Regions from separate parts of the Mus musculus genome. Here all the other regions are linked to region 3. A link is a contact called in public promoter capture Hi-C data. All regions are on one chromosome and are shown on one strand. Each heading gives the region's core, a stretch centred on a gene start, on an enhancer-like site or on the middle of the called end of the contact. The rest is flanking DNA. Distances are from core to core; before and after follow the strand shown.

Region 1 (3,944 bases), core at 299-2,798, 530 kb after region 3:
GTTTCTTAATTGAGGTTCCTCCTCATAGATGACTTCAGGCTTTGCGTCAAGTTAACATAAAACTACCCTGAACATCTTCTGAATCTTCCTACCAGCCCTCCTACCATATCCTTTATAAAGTTGTTTTCATAATCCAAATGCCTAAATGGCCAATAAACTGTTAGTCCTTTGTATCACTTAATGCTGAGAAAACTTTCTGGTAAAAAGACTGTGATAACTATTGATCGATTTCTATATTGAGCTTTCCAGATGAGAATGGCATTTCATGGGTACAACCAAGTGCCTTAGTATGTTGAGAACAGAGCCGAGAGAAACGCATTGGCTCTCACCTACCTTTATGCAAACATGGCTTGGTTTTCTTTAGAAACTATTTGTTCAAATTATATCAACATATCCTTTGTAAAACTTAATAGATGCTATTTGAAGGAGGACAAAACCACCACAGAAGGCTACCACATTAAAGCAAACTAAAATAAATCCAACAGCATCTCTGGAGAGTTTCCCTTTCAAATACCACTGTCATCTTCACATCTAACCTCTAACCTGAGAAGTTACCTTACTTTTTCAGGTTGCCAGCAGAAAGACAGCGATCAGCCGGCCAGATCTGTGGATACCTCAAAGATTCTACTCTCATCTCAGATAAGTGCGATAGCTGGAAATATTTTATCTGTGAGAAGAAGGCATTTGGATCCTGCATCTGAAAGATACAACTCAAAGCTACCTGTTACACAAGTGTTTGAAAGAGGCCAAAGAGCAAACACAGGAGGAGATTGATGTGAGACTATGAAGGCAAGCTTGATTTTTTATTTACACTTGGCAATAGTCTGTAACGCTTTGCAGATTTCAGTTGACCTTGTCCATTGTGCCAAGGAAAAAATTGATTTAGAGCTACAGAAGATCTGACTCAGTGAGAACAAAGAAGAGAAAATAATTTCCTGTGTGTTTGAAAGTCCAAAGTGACGATCCATACCACACCGAGATCTAGCTGTCCTTGTGGGAGTTTTTATGCAATCCTTGGTTTGTACTTTTAGTAAACAATTCTATCTACTATACTTACAACTGACAAAATTTTCTTCAGGTCACCTTCCAGTAATTATAGATCATAAGATCACACACTGAGAGGAGAGAGATGGATTTCTAAACTGTAGTATTACCACCAATCATACGCCAGGGGTCCTTTGGCTCTAGGTAAAAATGAGCAGAATGGGGACCTCCAGTGTTTTTAATCTTCTTCTGAGGCCCAGGGCCTGGGGGATGACCTCACAGATATAGAGATTTACAGTTTCTAACCCTTGGAGCTAGGGGGCTATTGCTCCGGGATCTGAGTGCTCAGGTTGAAGGCTTATAGCTTTTCGTTTTAATCACTACTGGCTCTGGGTCTTGGCAGCTTTTACAATCCCTAACCTTTAGCAGCAATACCAGACAGCAGTCAGTAGCAGCAAGCAGCTCCCACTAGTGTTATAGCTCTTGGATGGCTTTAGGGTGGTGGGGCATTAACTCTGCAGTGACTACTATTACAGTCCTCTGGTCTAGAATGCAGGAATCTCCCATCAGCCCTTGTTGGCTGTTAGTGTTACAGCTCTCAGCATAGGTTTTCTGTGATCCTTGGTTCCAAAGACTGCAGCTGCTTGGCACTCTTCCAGGTCTCCAAGCCCGTGTTTCTCCTTCCTGGTTGGCCACAGTCTTCTGTCTTTACTCAGCCTTGCTTTTCTGCCTTCTCTCATTTCTCTAACTCTACCATTCCTCAGTCTCTCTGTTTCTGCTGCCCATCCTTTCTGCCATGACCCATCTCTGGAATTTTTCAGGTGTTCTCTTGTCTGTCGACTGCCACGGTAACTGCTGTCACCACTAGAGCTGCTTGCTCTGCTTGGTTGCCTTTGCTCCCATCTTGTGCTTCTGCATCTTCTCTTTGTGTTAGCAGCTCAGGCTACTCTTCTAATGCAGGGCAAAGGAGGAGAAAAAGGACCATTCGGGAAGTCTTTTATTGGTGTTAATGTTACAGCATCAGGAGTGTCAGAGGAGGGGGTGTCCTGGCTGACTCTAAAACTGAACTAAACAGCCCATTTAATAGATAAGAAGTGGGTGTAGTGCGGGTGTCTGCACCTTCACAGTAGCTCTTCAAGGACTGTGTTTGCACCAATCACAGCACAGACTCTTGTTTACAGTCACAGATCTTCCCTAGGTTCATGGTTGGAAGTGCTCCCTCTCTGGCCCAAATGAGAACTGCAGGACAGGCTGGGCCTTGGGCAATTTGCCAAAAGGCTTCCCTTGCTTAGTTAGAGTGCTGTTTTCCATAGGCTATTCCAGTTGTGGGAGCAGTCACAACTGGAGCATGTCTTCAGCCATGGGGTGGTGGTATTCTTCAGTAGCTAGAGGGGCTTCAGAGTAAAGTGCCCAAACTGCTGGCTGGACTGTCATGAGGGCAGTCTGGCCAGATGTTAGTAAAAAGGCTGCTTGGCTGATAGCTTGAATTCACGTTCACAGACAATAAAAGTGTGTTTACAATAAATACTTAATAAAACCCCAGTACATGACAATTCGAATAGCACTTAGCAGTACTTCATAAAAATGAACATTTAACAGGGTTTAACTTCTGCCCCAAAGCTGTAGAGTCATTGAGTCCCTCTGATCTGCCTCAGAAGGAACCAGGGCTTTTTCTGTCTATGGTGCTTTTCAGACTGCAGAGTTCTGCTGGGAAAGGTACTCTTTGAATTTCATGTAGGGGAAGGATTAGCATGGACATCAGCATGTCCCATTGTGTAGGTGGAGCCTTCCATCCTATTGCTCACAGATCAAACGGCTCAGTCTGCGCTGACAAGATGAACAAGATGAACAACCTAGTTCCTCTAACTGCCTGTGTCTCAACCTTCCTGCTATAAAACTGTAATACAATTCACTTCAAAATACTGCTTAAGAACACCATCCAAATATTACATGCAAACTATAAAAAATGATACTTTAGATAAGAAAGGGTAAATGAAAATGAGTGCTATCTACCAGAAGAAAAATTAGCTAATTATAGTTATCATGTTCCGTACTTATAATGTGTCATCTCTAAATCATACTACATACATAACATGCTCTTAATAAATATTTGATAAATTCAGTATGATTGTATCTAATCTTTTATTCTGACAAAAAGAAGCCTAGAGGTACAATATTTCCATCTTTCCCTTTACATTAAAAAGGCATAACTTAGATAAATGACAATAATGAAAATGATGGTAGTAATGATAATAAAACCTAATTAACTGAAGTAGCAGAAATTATTTAAAGGAAACTAGGTTTCCTTTGACTTGAAGTCATTTTTTCAGTGGCTTGGTCCTGTAGCATTGAGATGATCATGTCTTTGTCTTACTTTTATTTATTTACACTGATGAGGTGGTTTAAAAGGTGGAAGCAACACACACACACACACACACACACACACACACACACACACACACTCAAAAAAGGGAAAAGAAATTTCTTTCATTTTATGCTGATCCTGGGAGAGTCAAGAGCCCACAGACTGTCAAGGTTGTAGGCTGTTTGGTTTTCACAGCTGGCAGCTGGTAGCTAAATATACTATCCTGGAAAACAGAGGAACAATGGTGATTTTTAACAGTGAAGACTGTTTGTCTCTGAGCTTCTTCAAAGGCTTGTCATCTGGCTATGTTTAGAAAAAGGATGGGAAGCATTGACAATTCTTCCCAAAAAAAGTACAAGGAAACTGAATGCAAACATCCTGCGGCTGATGTTATCCACCCTGTATATATACGGGGCTGTATTTACAAGCCAGAGATTTGTGGACAGTGCCGCTAGCTCAGTTGCCTACACGATCGCAGGCAACCATGCTGCACTTACCCAGGTGGAGCAGTAGGGAGAGTTCTCACTGCAAACTGCCAGTGATCCAGGATATCTGTCCAGTAATTAGCCACAAGAGGACCAGTTTAATGCCCTAA
Region 2 (4,203 bases), core at 1,415-3,914, 580 kb after region 3:
TCGATGGATCACAGGGCCCCCAATGGAGGAGCTAGAGAAAGTAACCAAGGAGCTAAAGGGATCTGCAACCCTATAGGTGGAACAACAATATGAACTAACCAGTACTCCCCAGAGCTCGTGTCTCTAGCTGCATATGAATCAGAAGATGGCTTAGTCAGCCATCAGTGGAAAGAGAGGCCCATTTGTCGTGCAAACTTTATATGCCTCAGTACAGGGGAACGCCAGGGCCAAGAAGTGGGAGTGGGAGGGTGGGGGAGTGGGTGGGGGAGCGTGTGGGGGACTTTTGGGATAGCATTGGAAATGTAACTGAAATAAATACCTAAATAAAAAAAAGATAATTCCCATGTATCATGTCATGAGATGTTCAAAAATTACACAAAACTCATTTAATACATCTGTCTCCTAGGAAAGATTAGGCTTCTTTTGACTCTGCAAGTTTCCCTCCACTAACTTTTACTTTCAGTTTTACTTTAAAAAGAAAATCACCTATCTATAGTAGAGTAATATACTCATGAATATATGTTTTACTAAGCAGATTTTCTATAATCCACCATTTCTTATAATCTCACCAATAACTAGGTTATAACTATGGAAGAGTTAATCTTCCACTCTCTCAATTCTCCTATAACTAAAACAGAAATTAATAGCACAAACTTAATGGAATTAATATACAGATTAAATGAGGTTATGCATGCCAAGCCCTTGAGAGAGTTCTTGGCATCAATTAATTGCATAATCACTGTTTACGACTGCATCAACCTCCCTCACCCATACTCACCTAGGGCACCCAGCACTGCAGCAACCACTACTACCACAAAGCACAGGATTCCTAAACCCACTGCAATGGGCCTCCAAGGTGAAGATGGAGCCTGGCTTCCTGGAAAGTAAGAGAGATGAGAAAGAAAATGAGGGAAGATGATGGAACTCTTTAACAGCTTAGTTCCCTGAAATTTGGGTGGTTCTAAAGGGATCAGCAGACACTAGGCTCTAGCGACTTGAGAATCTAACATTGTAGTGTAAATCTCCATTTTCCTCCAACTTCAGGATGCCTCTTCCTCCATTGCTTCAGCCATGGCATCATGGCCATACCATCTGTAACTCCTCCATTGTAGGCTCACAGGCTAGTCTATAGATCTGGACACTATCCATTCCCTGAAGTCCTACTTGGTCACAGAGCAAATAGCTTTCTGTAGGAGAAACAGCACCAATGACTAAGGATAGCTTTTTCTTGTCATTTATATGGTGCATGATTTAAACAAGTTATTTTCTCTATGCCTTTGTTTTTATTTATTTTTTTTATTTCCAAGTTTTGAAATTAGATCAATAGTACCTTCAAATACTGTTGCTGGGACTGAGCACTTTAGTTTACGCAGCATACGCATATAAGCCATGCCCCTTCCCTCAATCAATTTTTAGACTATTTTCCAAGCAAATTTCACAAGAGAGTGATTGTGTAAGTGGTTATAAATAATTGCATAATGTGAACATCAAAAAGCGGAAGAAAACAAACTGACATTAGAACCCGTCAGTCATCTCTTCCTTTAAGTTAACAGCGAACTGATTTTTGTTTTAAGCTGATGATACCAACAACAGAAAGCCAAGTCATAGAGCTGCCCAATAGGTGACCCTGAAAGAGACTAAAACACTCACTCCGTGTTAGGACTTTAATGTCCTTTATTCTTGTCTTGTTTCCGTTTTAATATCTATCTCCTGATAATGAGACATTTTAATGTAGCTTGTGTTTTCCATAGCTGACATACTAACATCTCGTTTTATAAAATCCAAATTAATCTCTTACCAAAAGAGCATAGCGGATTTGGGATTTACACCCCATGACTCCTGGCTTCTCTTTGGGTTTAACCAAAGATGCATTCATTTTTATTTCCCACACACTCCTCTATGGTTGCATAGAGGACCATGACTTTAGCATACTGTGTTGTATGATTGTACAGGTTGTTCGTTTATCTGTTTCCTGGCCCCCTCACAAGTTGCTAAAAAACAAGGAAAAAGCAACTCTACTAAAATTCTTTCATCTTTCTCTTTTACTCATGTTACCAGTGCTACCTCTGACTGTAGAGTAGAGTAGTCCTGTTTTCTGCCATAAACCAAAAGCAATTTGTGGAAGTCGTTGATGACTTCCAGCAGTCTTTAAAACTATACACACACACACACACACACACACACGTGTGTGTATACATGTATATATATATATATATACATATATATATATATATATATACATATATATACATACATACATATATATGTGTGTATACATGTATATATATATATATACATATCATATACATACCACATATACCAAATATATATCATACACACACGCATATATGAAAATATATTTTTGTAGGCAGTTCTACAAATCAAGAATCTCTCCAGGTCTCTACTTCTGTTATTTCAGTTAATGAGAACAAAGGTGCTGTTAGCAGAAAGAAAATGGATACCTTTCTCTGATCCCCTGGGCCTTTTATGGATGTCTTGAGTGCTGAAGTCTAATTGAGTATATCCATCTTCATCCAGATTCTCTATATGAGAGTGATATTTCATTGCTTCACAGGGCCCTAGGTAGGCAGAGCACTTGAATGTTCTTTACTATAAAATAACTGCCAGGATGAGGCTCACTAACCCAAACCCTGAAACAGCCCTTTGCGAGGTTCATGGAGCACAGCTTAAGTAGTCAAGCCAGTGCCCAAAGCAGGAAATGAAAACGCGTTGGAGTAATTTCCCTTTTTTCCTCTAGATCCTGTTTCTGAGGCTGTAACTTCTGAAGAAAACTGAAATGCTGTATGATGCATGACTGTCGTTTTAGATCAACTGTATGACTGATCCATTGACTACAGTCTTAAAAGACATTGGTTACACTCCCCATTGAAACTGACACGATTAATTGGTATGGCCTACATAAACTTTTAAGCAGTTTGAGTGTCTTGAATTCGACACTGGCTTGTTAGAACTCTGATTGCATCCCCACATCCTTTCATGTGTTCATGCCATCCATTGTAGTAAATACTCTATAACTGCCTGGAGTCGGCAGCATTGGCGGAAGGCTCTCCACAAGGAAATTTATTGCCTGATGGAGGAATCACAGCTGAGCATCCAAAGTACATCACTCCAGCGACACAAAGCGAATGATTCTCTTGGAGGTTTATCATGGAGTAGAAATAGATAGGCGCAAACATTTACTGGGAATGATTCTGCCTTAGTTACTTCACAGCACACCCGCATTCTCATTCTGTCGCCCTCTCTAAGAATTACGCTTTAGCACATATTAGCATTACTATTTTCAAATAAGGAGAAGAAGACATGGATACTCGAAGATGGAAATTTCAAAACTAGAACAAGGGACTAGAACAAAGTCTACTAAGTTTTTAAGACTTGGAATTACTTACTGTTGCACTGGCTTCATTCTTCTGGACTCTTATGATACATATAATAGCCTGAAACATAAAAATAAATTCTCATTCTCTCTCTCTCTCTCTCTCTCTCTCTCTCTCTCTCTCTCCTCTCTTGCAATTCTCAGATTAACAAAAAATGATCAAATAAGTACAGTTTTGAAACAACCATCACTTGATTACTGCTGTAAGTCAACAAGGAGAACATCAAAGAAATGAGAATAGACTTAGTTTAAGGATATGATTGAATTGGAGAAGAAGGTTTTCCATGAATGGAAGTCAGAGTCCACAAAACAAAATTTGAAGACTTTTTCAAGGCTAGAGTGTGCTAATAAAAAAAAAGCTGCAATACTAAAGGGATAGCTAGAGTGAGTCTTCATCAGGACTTGTCAATTGGCACTTATTAAACTAAGAAACTCCTCATCTTTATGACTTGAGGCAGTGGCACACCTGGAAACAATGCACTCTCCTCCAATTCCCAGAGACTGTGAGGAAGAGCAAGGACAATCATCCTCGAATGTTTGCCCTTGAGGAGACTGTTCAGGGTGGTGGACTTCTCATGCCAGAGAAAAGATACTATATTGCAAATCCCAAACATATCTGCTGTAAGAGTGGATTTACCTACCACCTGCTGTCAAGATGTTTTTGTTTTGTTCTGTTTTGTTTTGTTTTTTGAGACAAGATCTCAAAAACTCAGTATTCTCCCTGATCATGGGATACAAACTCAGCTCTGACTTAAGAAACTGGTAGCACTACGAGCATACTTGTATAGGTACCTCAGGCTTTTGGACCC
Region 3 (4,040 bases), core at 212-2,711:
GTCCCAGCGTGGTCACCTAGGCTGGGGACAAGGTTGCTACAGCTACCATGAATGTGGAACTGGGCTTTGGGTGCCAGGGCTGGGGTGGTGGGAGGTGTGGGGTATGGGCCAAGTCGGAGGCTCCAACCAAACAGACATCAGCATCTATCAGTGGATGAGTGTGGAAAACCTGTGATACATACTCCCATATATACTGGAATACTATGTACTAGTAAGATAGGATGTCTTTTGTGACAACATGGCTGGACCTGGGTGACATGCTGAGACAAATTAGTCAGGCACTGAAAGGCCAACATTGTTCATCAGTTGTAGAGGGGTTTGTTAGCTAAAAGCAGACAGGAGTTTACACTCTTTTCTTCGATTTGGAAAGATTTTTGAAATCACAGTGCAGAACCTGAAATCACAATGAAACCAAACCACTCCTTTACAATCTGAAGGGGTTTAGAAATCTCCCAAGACTTCCTTTCTATAGGGAGTGTGAGGAGGGCTGAGGAGGGCTCCCAGCAGCACATGGCTGAGAGGTGCTGGGGCTGGAAATGAGCACAGGCGAATTTATTATGCTATCATTTTATATTCTGTAGAACTAGAAAGAATTAAGGCTGGGAGTTCTGTGTGGATCCAAAATGCAAAAGCTCAGTGCTTAAAGCCTTCTTTCTAATCCTAAGGCTCCTTTCCCTCCTTGTTAATGTAATAGAAGCTTTCTGGTATTTTAGGTGTGCGAAAATGCACAAAATGCAAGGATTAAAGTCAGTGAAAACTCTGTAAAAACTATAATTAGCACTCAATAAAATTAATTCATTTGGTATACATTTCTGTGAATTTTGAAAACATATAATCAGGTGTTCTTCATTAAGATACATAGGGGCTGGAGACTTGGCTCAACCACTGAGAGCATTTATTGCTCTTGCTAAGGACTGAGGTTTCACTCCCAGCACACATATGGTGGCTCAACACCCACCCCTAATTCCAATTCCAGGGATCCAATATATTTTCTAAATTCCTCTAACAGTAATCATGCATGTAGTACACTACATACATACATACATACATTACATTCACACATTCTTACATTTAGCTGACAAAGCACTCTTAAATGTAAAATAAATAAGACTAAAACAGTCATTTTAAAAATATATACAGACCCCCTACCCTACCTGTTTCCCCGTTGTCTGCTGCAGACACTCTCACCACTCCTCCGCCACAGCCATGAGTAGTCACCTTTCCAGATGACTTAAAATGGGTCCATGAAGCAGAGAAGTCCCACAAGAGTTCTTTCAGCTTGTCACAGCAATGCCTTCTGCTCATCACTCACAGTGCAGTGCTAATCAGTAGTGTGTCAGAAACATGCACTGCTGGTGAGATGCTGAGGGATCATACCCATAGCATCGCCTACACAGAATCATGCTCTGAGTTCAGAAATTTTTAAGAATCTCACCAGCAAATACTATGCAAAGAGGTTGTGAAAAGCTGTCAGGAAACTTCTAGAGAAGTGATAGGAGGAAGTGAATAGTGGCAGTTGGGGGTCTCTTCACAAAGGAAACTGGGACTTCCTGTAGCTCTCTGACCTTTGCATGAGCTTACTTTCGGGTTAGTTTAGGGACACTTTGGGGAAGAAGCCCTTGGGACATTTGGCCTGTTAAAGTGGCATGAGATAAGGCAAGCACAGGCATGTGTTCCAAGTTGTTTCTTGTGTTGAGAGGTTTACCTTGTCATCAGCTTGGGGATATTTTAATGGTCACAAATGTGTCATTTTCACAGGGATCCTTAAAGCTGCTGCAAATATTCACATAAAGATGTCTTGCAACTTGAATTCCTTTCCAGCATGGGAATATGTGGGTAGGATGGGAGCATATCACATTTTACACTTACAAACAGCTTTGTAGAAGCTGTAAAATTTAGCCTTAAGAAGTTGTTAGTTCTACCTCAACATGGACATCCACATCAATGTATAACCATCCTGTTATGCAGACAGTGATTTTGCTCTTAAATCGAAGATGATTTTGCCCAAGACAAGTTCACAAACATTCCCTTACTTTTCTAAAAATCAAATGACTTTATGATATTAAGTTTTGTGCTTGGATCTCTATGTCTACAAATGGACTGTAGAAATTTATGCCTATTTATTTATTTATTTATTTTTTTAGGAGACAGATAGAAGGTTGTTTCAGTAGCACACACGGGAGTGATGCCATCTTTTCCCTGTCTAAAGACTGTTCATCTCTGTTAAGTGTCTCTTGACCACCCACATGTGTTTGACCTCATTGTGGAGTCCTGTTTTCTGCTGTGTTGTTTCAGTGTCTACTCTGATGCTAGCACCAGGCTTTCATTCCTGTTCCCATGAGAACATGAGACATCAGGTCAGGCCTTGTGATCTTTCTGATTTTGACCTCTTCATTCTCAGAATAATTTTTGACTATTAATTTTTGACTCTTTTTAATTTTCATATTACTTCTCATACAACTTGGTGCTATGATTTTTTTTTTTCTGAAGGCAACTACATCTCTGGAATATGTTACACATATATGTGTGTTCAGAAATTGTTGACATGAGCAATATGGAGTGTTCTAGTTCATTATGTGTTTAGCGCTGCCTTGATTTCTTTCTTTATTTCAAAAATGTAACATGTACGAGTGCTTCGCCTGCATAGATATCTATGGATTGTGTGCATTCCTAGTGCCCACCAAGGTTAGGAAAGTTCTCAGACTTCCTGAATATGGATTTACAGAGGCTTGTGAGCTCTTATATTGGTTCTAGATTTAACCCAGGTCCTCTGAAAGATCAACAAATGTTCGAAACCACTGAGCCAACTTTCCTTTTTATTTCTTTATATATTTACATGTAGTTTTTGTTATGCTGACTATGAACATCCTATTTTTAGATTTGTAATTTTATGTTTTTTTGGCATTACTGTCTAAGATATTAATTTCCACTTGACAGGACAATACAACTGATTTTACCATGCTGTCACCCTGTCCTGCAGTTTTATAAACTCATTTTTTTTTTTTTTTTTTACATCCAACGGTCTTTTGTAGATTTGTTTGGATTTTTATGTAGATAGAACCCTGTCATCTGTGAAAAGAAACACTTTCACCTGTTTCTGAGAAGCATAAACCTCCTTTCGTTCTTTAAGAGACTCATTTTATGTATGTGGCTGTTTGCCTGCAGGTTTGTACATAACATGAATGCCCAGTGTGTACAGAAGCCAGAAGAGGGCAATGGACCCCTTGGAACTGGAGGTGTGCAATGTTGTAAGCTACCTTCAATTCAAGTCCTCTGGAAGAGCTGAAAGAGATCTTAACAGCTGAGCCATTCTCCAGACACCTGACCCTATTTCTTTGTCCTGGCGAGCACCTCCTGGGAAAAGTCTACCTGGAGTAATGAGCAGACATCTGACTCTTGCTCCTGATTGCTGGGAACACATTCATAATGGCACCATTGAGAGTGCAGCTGACTGAAGTTGGACTTACTGCTTTGTTTTTAATGGATGAATTTTGTAGGGTTGAAGAAGTTCCTTTCACTTCCATTTTCCACATATTTTTGTTGTTTATTGAGATATTTCTAATTTTTCCTCTTTTCTTATTTTGTAATACATCTAATTACATCAATTTATTTTCTAGTGTTTCTACAACTCCTTCTAGCCAGGGCGCTTTTTATGGAGCCAAAACCAGATTTTTGTTGTTTGCATGTCACTGGGATCTCCACTCCGTCCATTTTTGCTCTTCCATTATTCACCCTGAGTTCAGTGATCAGAAGTCTCCCTGGCAGAAGTTCTGTTTCCATCCTCTCTAGACTTCTTTCTACCATGGACATCCTTTGTGGACCAGGGCCTTCTCTAAAAGGGTTGGCAGAAGCCTTTCAGGAACTGATAGGCAATTGTAAAGCTTTGTGGTGAATTTATTTTATTTTCCTTAAGAAATTCTTAAAAATTATCATTCTTATATTCATATTTTCAGGTAAAATTGTCCAAGGAAAATGTTTCAGAATCATCTCCACTGTGTCTCCTGTTAAACTTTACTGCTGCTATGGAGTGATCATGGTCC

Evidence for each region. Promoter capture Hi-C pulls out the DNA fragments that hold promoters and counts their contacts. Capture Hi-C pulls out chosen DNA fragments and counts their contacts.
Region 1: a contact with region 3 is called in a promoter capture Hi-C map of liver, with 4 times the contacts expected there. The contact joins the enhancer-like site here to the promoter of BC035044 in region 3. A contact is called at or near these places in 7 of 39 promoter capture datasets (the 3T3-L1 cell line, cranial neural crest, hematopoietic stem and progenitor cells and 3 more) and 1 of 9 other capture datasets (adipose tissue).
Region 2: a promoter capture Hi-C map of liver shows a contact between it and region 3, with 2.5 times the contacts expected there. The contact joins the promoter of Clec7a here to the promoter of BC035044 in region 3. A contact is called at or near these places in 3 of 39 promoter capture datasets (the HPC-7 cell line, cranial neural crest and hippocampal neurons), 1 of 115 datasets of contacts at active chromatin or transcription factors (large pre-B cells) and 2 of 9 other capture datasets (adipose tissue and liver).

The regions. Positions count from the first base shown.
Region 1 is chr6:129,421,658-129,425,601 of GRCm38.p6, forward strand. Clec9a (C-type lectin domain family 9, member a) reads left to right here. Exons shown (of 7, transcript NM_001205363.1): 7 at 569-3,107. The coding sequence ends at 701. It also overlaps a transcript of Clec12b not described here. Among named protein-coding and RNA genes, the nearest start is that of Clec9a, 15 kb to the left of the region's middle. Within about 2 kb of position 1,549, at least 103 of the 459 cell types and tissues checked have an H3K27ac peak or open chromatin away from gene starts, as enhancers often do. A contact at or near this core is called in adipose tissue and liver, where this site is marked.
Region 2 is chr6:129,470,121-129,474,323 of GRCm38.p6, forward strand. It overlaps Clec7a (C-type lectin domain family 7, member a), which reads right to left and starts at 2,665. Exons shown (of 5, transcript NM_001309637.2): 1 at 2,463-2,665; 2 at 779-877. The coding sequence starts at 2,565. All of the region lies in intron 2 of Gm45969 (a long non-coding RNA gene), which reads left to right.
Region 3 is chr6:128,889,663-128,893,702 of GRCm38.p6, forward strand. BC035044 (cDNA sequence BC035044) reads right to left here and starts at 1,462. Exons shown (of 3, transcript NM_001254946.1): 1 at 1,155-1,462. The coding sequence starts at 1,305. It overlaps Clec2i (C-type lectin domain family 2, member i), which reads left to right. Exons shown (of 6, transcript NM_020257.2): 2 at 3,166-3,236; 3 at 3,954-4,040.